Regions from separate parts of the Mus musculus genome. Here all the other regions are linked to region 2. Evidence: chromatin contacts called from public Hi-C and HiChIP or PLAC-seq data. All regions are on one chromosome and are shown on one strand. Each heading gives the region's core, a stretch centred on a gene start, on an enhancer-like site or on the middle of the called end of the contact. The rest is flanking DNA. Distances are from core to core; before and after follow the strand shown. Region 1 has its middle 33 kb from the start of Gm29676. Region 2 overlaps Jarid2 (jumonji, AT rich interactive domain 2). Region 3 has its middle 12 kb from the start of A330076C08Rik.

Region 1 (3,424 bases), core at 114-2,613, 530 kb before region 2:
GCTGCTTTCTGCTTTTCCATGTGTGAGGTACACACTACTTACATGCATCACGTGGAGACCGCAGTGTTCTGTGTAATCACAGAAAACTTGACATGCACAGAATCCTTGATAAAATACTTCCAATTTCTTCCTTGAGAGAGAAGGTCCTGAGAACACGGCTCATTCTCTATCCATGTGTGTCCTTCCCAGAGCACACAGCATTGAGCCTTGCCCTTAGTAACAATCAATAAACATGAGTTGCATTACTTAATTAACGTTTCTGTCCACTCAATATAAAATGTCTGCTTGAAGACGAAGGCCCAGCAATGAGAAGGCTCACTGGGAAATCAATACTTCAATTTTTATGTATCCAATCGGTGTCATATGATACAGTAGATAAGGTGCTATAGTACTTATCTGCACACATCTGTGAAATGTCTCCTCTGTCTGCCCTCCCCACCAGAAACTTGTTGACTTTGGAAAAGTCAGTACCCACTTCAGGAACTAATTAATTAATTAATCAGTAAAAATAAGGGACGGAGCTGTACCTGAGGAGTCTTCTGGCTGGACAAGCCAGTATCTCATACATGGCATGGTGCTGCAGAGGTATTGAAAAATATTAGACACAAGCTATCGAAACCCTTAGCACGTGAGGTCATACATCTATTAGTTAGCTAGATTTATCAATGCACAGTTAACACGCATATCAAAGCACACATACACATATATATCGTAGAGGCATACAGTTTTGAGTTGTATAAACCCTTATGGAACTCAAACCGACCCATAGATAAGCAATGCCAAGAAGCCACTATGTCACCTAGGGTGAGATAACAAGAAGAGAAGGTTTTGCTACCAGGGCCCAAGGCAGAGGTATGTCCCTGCAGAGGATCTGCCTGCTCACAAGGACCACATTGGCTCTCTGAGTGACAGCTAGCAAGGAGTATTTTAGCTTCCCCTTTCCTCTACAGTTATGGATCAAAGCTGGCTATAAAACATTCTGTGCTGTTGTTCTGAGGCTGATGCTGTGCCGTAGAAAGGAGCAGGTCTAAAATCACTGTGGCTACTATTTAACCTCAAGGCAATGCCCAGAATACCCAGATACCCCTGCAAGAATCACCACAGGAAGAAACGTTACATTTGTCACATGCATCCAATGTGACCTTGGGTCTCAGTGACCTCATCTTTCTCAAACTATTTTCCTGTACTTTCAGTTTCTCTTGAAGGAAACGCTGACATATCTGAATTACCGACATCCCTAGCTTGTGCTCTGGGAACATTATTAAGTAAAATAAGACTCATTTGAGCTCAGGCTCTGCAGCACCTAGAGTGTGAATGTGAGAACAGAGGCAGCTACCCAATGGCAATCAGGCAGGAAGCTCACACAGAGAGGGTACACTGAGCAAAGGAGACTTCCTGTCTCAGGCAGGACACGTGGGATTTTTGTTATGCTGCTCAATAAATGCACAATACAAAGCTGATGAATTGAGCCGGGCATGGTGCATACCTTTAATCCCAGCACTGAGAGGCTGAGGCAGGAGAAGCTCTGAGTTCAAGGCCAGCCTGTTCCACAGAGCAAGTTCCAGGACAGCTAGAGCAACGCAGAGAAACCCTGTCTCAAAGAGAAAAAGAAAGAGAGAGGGAGAGAGAGAAAGAGAGAGAAGGAGGAGGAGGAAGAAGAAAAGGAGGAGAGGAGGAAAGGGGAGGGGAGAGGAGGGGAGGGGAGGGGAGGGGAGGGGAGGAGAGGAGAGGAGAGGAGAGGAGAGGAGAGGAGAGGAGAGGAGAGGAGAGGAGAGGAGAGGAGAGGAGAGGAGAGGAGAGGAGAGGAGAGGAGAAAAAGCTTACAAGTTGATCCTGGGGGGTATAGATCTGGGGTTGAATGCCTGGCATTCACTAGACCCAGAATATGATCCCTATCAATGTGAAATAAAAAAAAAATTTTTTTAGTTCTTTCTAGAATTTTCCATTATTGGACTATGAATGATGGAGAAGGACTGGATTTTTTTTTCTGTAATTGCTCTAATAAAATGGGGCATGGTATCTGCCTCATTCTTGTCTCCACAGATATAGGAGTAAGCCCTTAGTGGTGGAATATTACCCAGTGCTCACAGGTTTAGAATCCAAGAAGATAGCCAAATTCTCAATTAGAATAACTCATTGTGGGTCTGTTCATGTTAAAGACAGCCAACCTTTATATTGTCAGGACTCATAAAAACAGGGTGAATTTCACTTTAAACAACAACAAAATCCCCACTCTCACTTAATCTAATGTATTGGGAGGAACATTTTCCCAACTTCCATTTGAGTTTAAAGGGCCTCATCCAAGCTGCTTCGGTTTCCTGCTCTCAACAGGGTAAGATCCAAAATACACAAGAACTGTCAAGCGAGCCAGGAAAATCACGTGCCCGCTCCTACAGTCTACCAAGCTGCCATTAGCAACAAGCTTTACTGCACGGGCTCGCCGACACCTCCCTCCCCTTCCCCATGGCTCGTTTCCACAGCTCTGCCTTCTCTAGCATGCCAGGTCAGTATTGAGGAGGAACCCAAACCACAAAGGACCAAAAAGCAAATATTTTTGCCCAGAGCTAATGTAACAAATTACACGCAAGATCTAAACTGCAAGAACCTTTTAAACGATGCGAGTCTACCCAAACATACAGCATCCCATTTGCCAAGACTTAAAAATTAAATTAAATCTCAGTGGAGGACCCCTCGGGGATTTATAGAACTAGGATTCTGGTCTCAACAGGGCTACAACGCTGGCTTTCTGTTGCCAGTCAATGTCCTGCATACATAAGAAACGAGCACATACGGGGCACACACAGCTTCATGCAAGACAGGTTTCTGTGCATGATCAGAGACTCATTTGCAATGGCTTCCAGCAAGTGCTCAGTTGCAGTCTGGAATGGTGCGTTCCGACTGCCACCTTGACTAAGTTGACATCACCGAGGGGGTACATCTTTGGTCATGTCAATGAGGACGTTTCCAGAAAGATCTAACTGAGGAAGGAAGGCCCACCCTAAGCTGGGCAACACCATGCCGTTGGCTGGAATCCCAAGACAAGAAAAGGGAAAAAGGAGAAAGCCAGCCAAGTTCCACTGTAGAGGGTGGTTCTGATGTTAAGATCCTATTCCCCAATTGGTTCGTGAATGATCAATAAAGATGCTCGGGGCTAATTGCTGGGCAGAAGGAAAGAGGCAGGACTTCTGGGTCCCCAGAGGCAGGTTAAGAGTCACTGGGGAGGAAGGGAGAATTTGGCTATGCTTCAGAAGGAGAAAAGGTGACACAGAGACTGTAGGCTGCTTCTCCAGGGAGGAGGTTAGAAACATTACTAAGCTGAGGGCAGATTTAGGATGCTGAGCTGGGACTAAAGTTAACTGAGCAATTGTGTGTCTGTGTGTGTCTGTGTGTGTCTGTGTGTGTCTGTGTGTGTCTGTGTCTGTGT
Region 2 (3,020 bases), core at 241-2,740:
TCTATAGATGCAATCTATTCCATGTAAGGTAGGGTATTTAGTATGGGATGGACACTAGGCACAATTAGCTGTTTCTATAATAATTACACTAGTGTAATATTTATGGTCAGACTTGCAGACGTGACTATCAGTAAAACCTAATGATTGGTATAATTTGTCTGGATGGACAGTGTAGAGGTGTGTATGTGCTGATGCTAATTTTTGTTGGTTTACTGCTGAGCCGATAAGCCAGCTGGATAGTGATTGAGCTTGTAAAGAAACTCAGTAATGTTCCGTGGGAAGGAGTGTATTTCACAAGCCAGGGTTTTTGAGTGAAGTAGAGGCAAGAGAGAATCACAGTCAAATGGCTTTGAGTGGCCTCAGTCTCCAGTGTCTTCGTTTATAGCCTTGATTTCTGGAAAGTAATTTAAAAGCATATAAAATATTATATATTTTTATATTATACACAAATATACTATTGTGTGTGTGTTGGTATGTGCGTGGTCATGCATACGCACATGGGTGCATACATGCATGCATGCATACATACATTGCACTGTAAACTGCATTGTCTTATACGCTTGGCCCTGACATTGCACTGGTTTCCTTCATGGTATGTGAAAGTAGTATATATTAGTAGAAGCCATAATATTGTGAAATATGTTTTTAGATCTCTTCCTCAGAAGTATGTTCTATTATTTTCTTTTTACTCCAGTTGGAACTGCACAGTGTTTGACAACATAACTGTATGTCTCAGTGTATTTTGTACTTCACTGTTTTTAAATTACTATGGGTTTAACAGTGGCATAATCCTGTGGTGGGTTTAGGAGCATCTGCACAGAATGCTATATATATACCTTCTCTGAATGATGGGAAGGCCATGTGTAGCAGGCAGGGTTGGAATCACTTGCAGGATGGTTATGTGAATGGGCACCGAGTATGATGTAATAAAATGCATTATCAAATAGCTCATATGGTCACTTGAAATCTTAACCAGTGTCGTACACAGTACTGTCTAGAACAAGTTCCTATGATGGAACTTTATAGCTAAGTCATTATTTAATTTTGTGTGAGTGCTTTAATTGTTGCGTTGTACATTGTGTGAGTTCAGATAATCCTGCTGTAGATCTGGCATCTTTAAATATGGTAGGATAAGAGATGTAGGAGGGATTAGTTCTGACTACTCTGTCCTGAATGTACCCCGTCATGGCAAAATGTGTAGATATCTTCCTGCCATGCCACTACCTACTTGACAACGGATGTCTGACATGTTCAGACGCAAAAGAGCTGACTTGGCAGCTACCCAGCAGTTTTTTATAAAAGCACAGCTGGTGGCCTGAGGTTCAGTCTGTCAGAGCTGTGTTATGAAATAAATCGTTTTCAGCAGAAGTTCCTAATCCAATTTCAACTGTAACTTTAAAAAAAGGGCAGTGATCAAAGTAAAGCCACATTTATTTAGGGAGTAAACTCCTTGTATTAGTGTTTTCAGGCTCATTTCTTTATCCCAAGAAAGGGTTCTGAGAAAACCTTTTCATGTTTTTATTTTAAAATCAAATTCAGAGGGTACACCCCCTCTTAGAAAGTTTCCTGGATGCTTTTTTGGCTTCTGGCCATGAATTATTTTACCAGGTTTTTTTTTTTTTTTTTTTTTTGGGGATGTTTTAGAAAAGAGTTTTAAAGCATGGATTAGCATTGAATTGATCTGAGAGGATTCTGCGGAAGGAAACTTTTCCCAGTGTCAAAGTGACAGAAGTGGCCATGTCCCAAGTTGAAGTTATGCCCTCTCTGCAGCCTTTCTCTGGCAGTGCCTTTCATCCCTCTGCCTTTCACTGCCAGGGAAATGCTTAGTCTCTATCAAGAAGCACTGGTTAGTTCCACTTTATTTTAAGTGGATTATTATGTAATATTATTTATTATTGTGTGAGTTATGTATATGGGTGTTTGATTGGTGCACGCACCACTTGTGTGTATAGTGCCAGCAAATCCAGAAGGTCCAGTAGAGGGTTTCAAATCTTTGGAACTACAGCGAACCACCATACTGTTTCTTGGAAACAAACCTGGGTCCTCTGGAAGTGCAGCCTGTACTTTGACTCTTTTCAGCCCCCATTTTTACTGTTTGATACTTTCTTCATTGTTTTGTTTGTTTGTTTGTTTTGTTTTTGTTTTTTTGGTTTTTGTTTTTTTCGAGACAGGGTTTCTCTATATAGACCTGGCTGTCCTAGAACTTACTTTGTAGACCAGGCTGGCCCTGAATTCAGAAATCCGCCTGCTCCTGCCTCCTGAGTGCTGGGATTAAAGTCGTGCGCAACCATGCCCAGCTTCTTCATGTTTTAAACTGTTGTTGGAACAGGATATCATTGTCTTGTACAATGATTTAACTGCTGGTACCTGAAATATTACCCTAGGAGGAGGAAATGGCTGGCCATCCTGCTTTTTCAGATTTGTCACGCCAGCACTGTCAGCTGAGCAAAGAAGTCACAATTAGTTCATGAAGTACATTGAGGGCGCCTGGCTATCAGTGAGCACTTAGGAGACCTTGGTATCAATGCAGACAGTAGCATTTTCATAGTCTGAGTCTCCATGAAGGTCATCTGTACATGGTCTGCAAGATTTGGTTCTGTGTGGATTTGGTTCTCCCTCCCATCTTTGTAGGTTGTGGCAAATGACATCTAATTGCTGAGCTGTCTCCCTAGTCCAGTGTGTCCACCAACTTCCTGAGATTCTTGTTTTGGAACTTGAACCAAGTGAGGATTTTGCATTGTAATTTCTGTCAAAAGTATTTTGCCTAAATATCAAATTTGCTTCCTGACCAATTGTCTCCCCATCCATTTAAAAAAATAATATTTTAGGATTGTTCCAAAGGTTGTCAAATAAGTAGCTAAAGAAAAGAAATCATAGCGAACCTGTTGCTTGGGTATGAGGAATTTCTTTTCACTATTGAACTAACTTTCTATCTGTGGGGAGGGAGAGCTAGATTTACAAAGGGTTTAGGGCATGAGACTCTTGGAAGATAGAGAAAAGCAGGAACCTATACACATATG
Region 3 (3,399 bases), core at 580-3,079, 590 kb before region 2:
GAGGGAGGGAGGATGAAAACTATCCTTTAAAATAGTACAGAGCCTTCACAAAGTCTGAGAGGACTTGGAAGAGGGTAAAGGAGAATCCTGGTATAGCGTCCATCTGTCTGAACGCAGTCTGTCCTGTGTAGCTCCCTGTGAGGTAAACTCACAGCAGGTTGGATTAGTCTTAGTAGCATGTATGGTGACGGCTTCTCCCATAATAAACGAAGAGTTGCCCACCTGGCCATTCAACTCGATTCACATTATGCCCTTGGATTTCCTGTACCCTGGCCTTGGGTGCCTCTGTCATAACCCTAAACCAGGCTTGGGGGCTGCTCGCTTCAGAGGTCCATCACATTCTCCAGGATGAGCTCCGCACTCCCCAAATCTCTCTCAACTTTCAGTTTAAGTCACTTTTATCAAGTTACATAGTCATGTGTACATTCTTGCAAATGTATAACTTAGGTTCCCAGAGAGACTGTCAAAGGAAACCTGCCTTCGCCAAACGTGGGCCTCCACACCTAGGGTCCTGCAGCATTGAGGACTCCAGGGAAAGGACAAAGACTCACAGGATTCATCTCTCTGCTACTGATGTCTACCTGCCCTGTCACTGGCTTTGGCAGAACCTTCCAGAGCCTTCCCCCTCTTTGACATCCAGAGAACTAAACTATCGGTTTGTACCCATAAGCTATACTACCTGCAGAGGTACTCAGCGGCTTTTGATTACATAGGGCCTGACTTACAGCCGTCCTCAAAGAATTACACTAGTGATGGTAATGATGATGATGATATAGCTGATAATGATGGCTCTCGAAGTTGGGCTTCTTGCTTCTGCCATCCCATCCCCTGTGCCCAGCTGAGCCTTGTTGCCAGCTTGGAGCAGCCGCAGCAGTTTGATGCCAGTTTCTCTCGGGGTGCCACACTCCCTGACGCGTACCATCCAGCCTAATCTACTTTAGAGCTGTATCGAAATGAAAGATGAATAGGAGGGAGAGCTTGCTGCTAAAACATATGTGTCAGAAAATCATTATGAGTATTAAATTACAGCCATAAAATGAACCAGAACTAATCTTGCAAATTAAGATCCAATAAATTTTTTTCCAGGACACACCTTTTCTTTATGTATGTATATGTGTGTGTGTGTGTGTGTGTGTATGCAAAATAAGATTGAGGCCAGCCGCATGAAAACTGAGCGGATGACTTTGGCAGATGGCATTAGAAAGAGGTATGACAGCAGACATTTCAATGTGATAAATAGGTATGTGCTCTTGAGGGCAGGGGTGCAGGCTGGCTAGTGGATCGCTATTGCCCCTGTGCCAAATGTTATAATGATCGGATTTTACACTGATGCAACTATGTGTTTTCCATGTACAGTTTATACATGCGTGTTCCCGTCCCTCTCCTCAGCACCTCCCCCCACCCCTACTCTTTAATCCTCAGCTGGGGTCCTGCTGACATGAGAAACTAGTTCATTTCTGATAACCTCTTATTTTGGAAGAGAGGACACAGCCATTCAAATTAAATCTGAAGCTATAAACAAGCCTTTGGAGAGTTGCCTTCTCGCTGGAATAACAGGATAACACCCCCCCCCAACCCTGCGGGAGAAAAGAGACTGTAATTAGTTCATTGTCCACGAATAGGCACAAAGGAGGCGAAGCCCCGGCCTGGACTCCCTTTCAAGGGAGGATCTTGGGGCAGATGTTAATTAAGTGAGTAACTTCTACCATCTCCTGGGAATGCAGAGGAACACCACTCCCCTTCCAGAAGAGACATTGAGGAAGGGTGTGACCAAGGACATACATAAAGAGTCTCCAAAGAAGAAGAAGAAAACAAAACAAAAAGCAGGGTTCATCTCCCGCTGTCAGCCTTCCTGCCGCTGGCACTGGCAGAACATTCCAGAGCTGTTCTTCGACGCTCCCCAAACCAAACTATTTATAGCTGCGCAATCATTATAAATAAATCTGTTTATACTGTGGAGCCTTGGCCCTGCATGAGTTAAAACTCTCGGCTGGCAGCTATAAATAGCTGTTACACGCTCCAGTGTGACGACTGACGGATACGTCCTCAAATTGTGACAAATAATGACAAGTTTGTTTGACAAACATTCCGCTGACATTCATCTGATTTTGAGTAAGTGGTGCCTGCTTTCTTAATTTGGTCCCCGAGGCCCGGGAGCTGGGAGACATTCTTTATTCTCCCTCCCTCACCTCCTGCCCGGGAACTGTCCTGCAGTCCGGTGTTTTCTCCTCCTAATCAACTGGAAGGGATTGAGGCCATTTAAGGGGAAGCTTATTAAATCCACCATTTGTCTCCTGGGACAGTCCTGCTTTAGGGGATTTGCAAGGGTCTGGGGAGTTTTGTTAATGACGTGAGAGCCAGAGGGAGAGAGAAGGGAATGAGGGCCAGGCTGGAGTGTTGGGCAACGCAAGGGCTTCACGTAGGATCTGAGACATAGAAGGATGGGTGTGTGGGTGGAGGGATGTGAGCCTGGTGCTCCTGCTGAGTTGTCATCTAGGTTGAGGTCTCCAGAGTCTGAGGTCCTTTCTCTAGATCAGCTGATATTAACACACATCCTGAGTTACTCAGGACCTTAAAATACACACAGGCTTTGTCACCTGTCTAGTGTCACAAGGTCCTGATGCCAGAAGAGCTGGGACAAACTAAACTTCTGCATCCAGGGCTCCATGTTCATCACAAGTATCGGCTGGTTTACTTCCTTTAAAGCCCTCAGAACCATACCTGCCTGTGACTAGCACCCTCCAAGGGCCGGCAGTTTATGGGAGCAGCCAGCACCATCTCCTATTCTCTAGTGCTGTCAGTGTTGACTTTGCCAGGGTCACCTGTACTGCCCCTCAGTGTCCTCATGGGCATGTCTTCTCTCTAGGTGCTCTCTCTTGTTTGCTGTATTGCATTCTCCCCATGTGTGTTCTTTGAGTGTGTGGGGTGTGTGTGGGAGAGTGTGTGTGAGTGTATGTATGTGAATGTGTGTGTGTATGTGTGTGAATTGTGTGTGTATGTGAGTGTATGTATGTGTGTGTATGTATGTGTGTATATGTGAGTGTGCGAGTATGTGAGTGAATGTGTGTGAGTGTGTGTGTGTGAATGTATGTGCATGAGTATGTGTGAGTGAGTGTGTGTATGAATTGTGTGTGAATGTGTGTATGTATGTGAGTGTGTGAGTGTGTGTGTGAGTGTATATGTGTGAGTCTGTGTGCATGCGAGTGTATGTGTGTATGTGTTGCATGTATTTGAGTGTGTGTGTATGTGAGTATACGTGTAAGTGTGTATGTATGTGAGTGTATGTATGTGTCTGTATGTATGTGAGTGTATGTGTAAGTATATGTGTGTATGTGTGTGTGAGTGTATGTGTATATATATGTGAGCGTGTGTATGTGAGTGTGTGTATGTGAGTATGTG

The links. Hi-C and Micro-C count contacts between places; a contact is called where the count stands out from the background. HiChIP or PLAC-seq counts read pairs in DNA pulled down with a chosen protein or histone mark.
Region 1: a contact with region 2 is called in a Hi-C map of bone marrow-derived macrophages, with 15 read pairs. The contact joins two enhancer-like sites. A contact is called at or near these places in 2 of 39 promoter capture datasets (the HPC-7 cell line and hippocampal neurons), 1 of 15 datasets of contacts at CTCF or cohesin (large pre-B cells), 4 of 484 Hi-C or Micro-C datasets (B cells, adipose-derived mesenchymal stem cells, bone marrow-derived macrophages and 1 more), 3 of 115 datasets of contacts at active chromatin or transcription factors (bone marrow-derived macrophages, cardiomyocytes and microglia) and 1 of 9 other capture datasets (embryonic stem cells).
Region 3: a contact with region 2 is called in an H3K27ac HiChIP or PLAC-seq map of heart atrium, with 6 times the contacts expected there. The contact joins two enhancer-like sites. A contact is called at or near these places in 4 of 484 Hi-C or Micro-C datasets (bone marrow-derived macrophages, embryonic somatosensory cortex, liver and 1 more), 3 of 115 datasets of contacts at active chromatin or transcription factors (craniofacial prominence, embryonic stem cells and heart atrium) and 1 of 9 other capture datasets (embryonic stem cells).

Annotation. Positions count from the first base shown.
Region 1 is chr13:44,291,533-44,294,956 of GRCm38.p6, forward strand. No RefSeq gene overlaps it. Among named protein-coding and RNA genes, the nearest start is that of Gm29676, 33 kb to the left of the region's middle. Within about 2 kb of position 1,364, at least 50 of the 459 cell types and tissues checked have an H3K27ac peak or open chromatin away from gene starts, as enhancers often do. A contact at or near this core is called in bone marrow-derived macrophages, where this site is marked.
Region 2 is chr13:44,818,326-44,821,345 of GRCm38.p6, forward strand. The region is part of intron 1 of Jarid2 (jumonji, AT rich interactive domain 2); the gene reads left to right. Among named protein-coding and RNA genes, the nearest start is that of Jarid2, 89 kb to the left of the region's middle. Within about 2 kb of position 1,491, at least 49 of the 459 cell types and tissues checked have an H3K27ac peak or open chromatin away from gene starts, as enhancers often do. A contact at or near this core is called in bone marrow-derived macrophages and heart atrium, where this site is marked.
Region 3 is chr13:44,227,037-44,230,435 of GRCm38.p6, forward strand. No RefSeq gene overlaps it. Among named protein-coding and RNA genes, the nearest start is that of A330076C08Rik, 12 kb to the left of the region's middle. Within about 2 kb of position 1,830, at least 65 of the 459 cell types and tissues checked have an H3K27ac peak or open chromatin away from gene starts, as enhancers often do. A contact at or near this core is called in heart atrium, where this site is marked.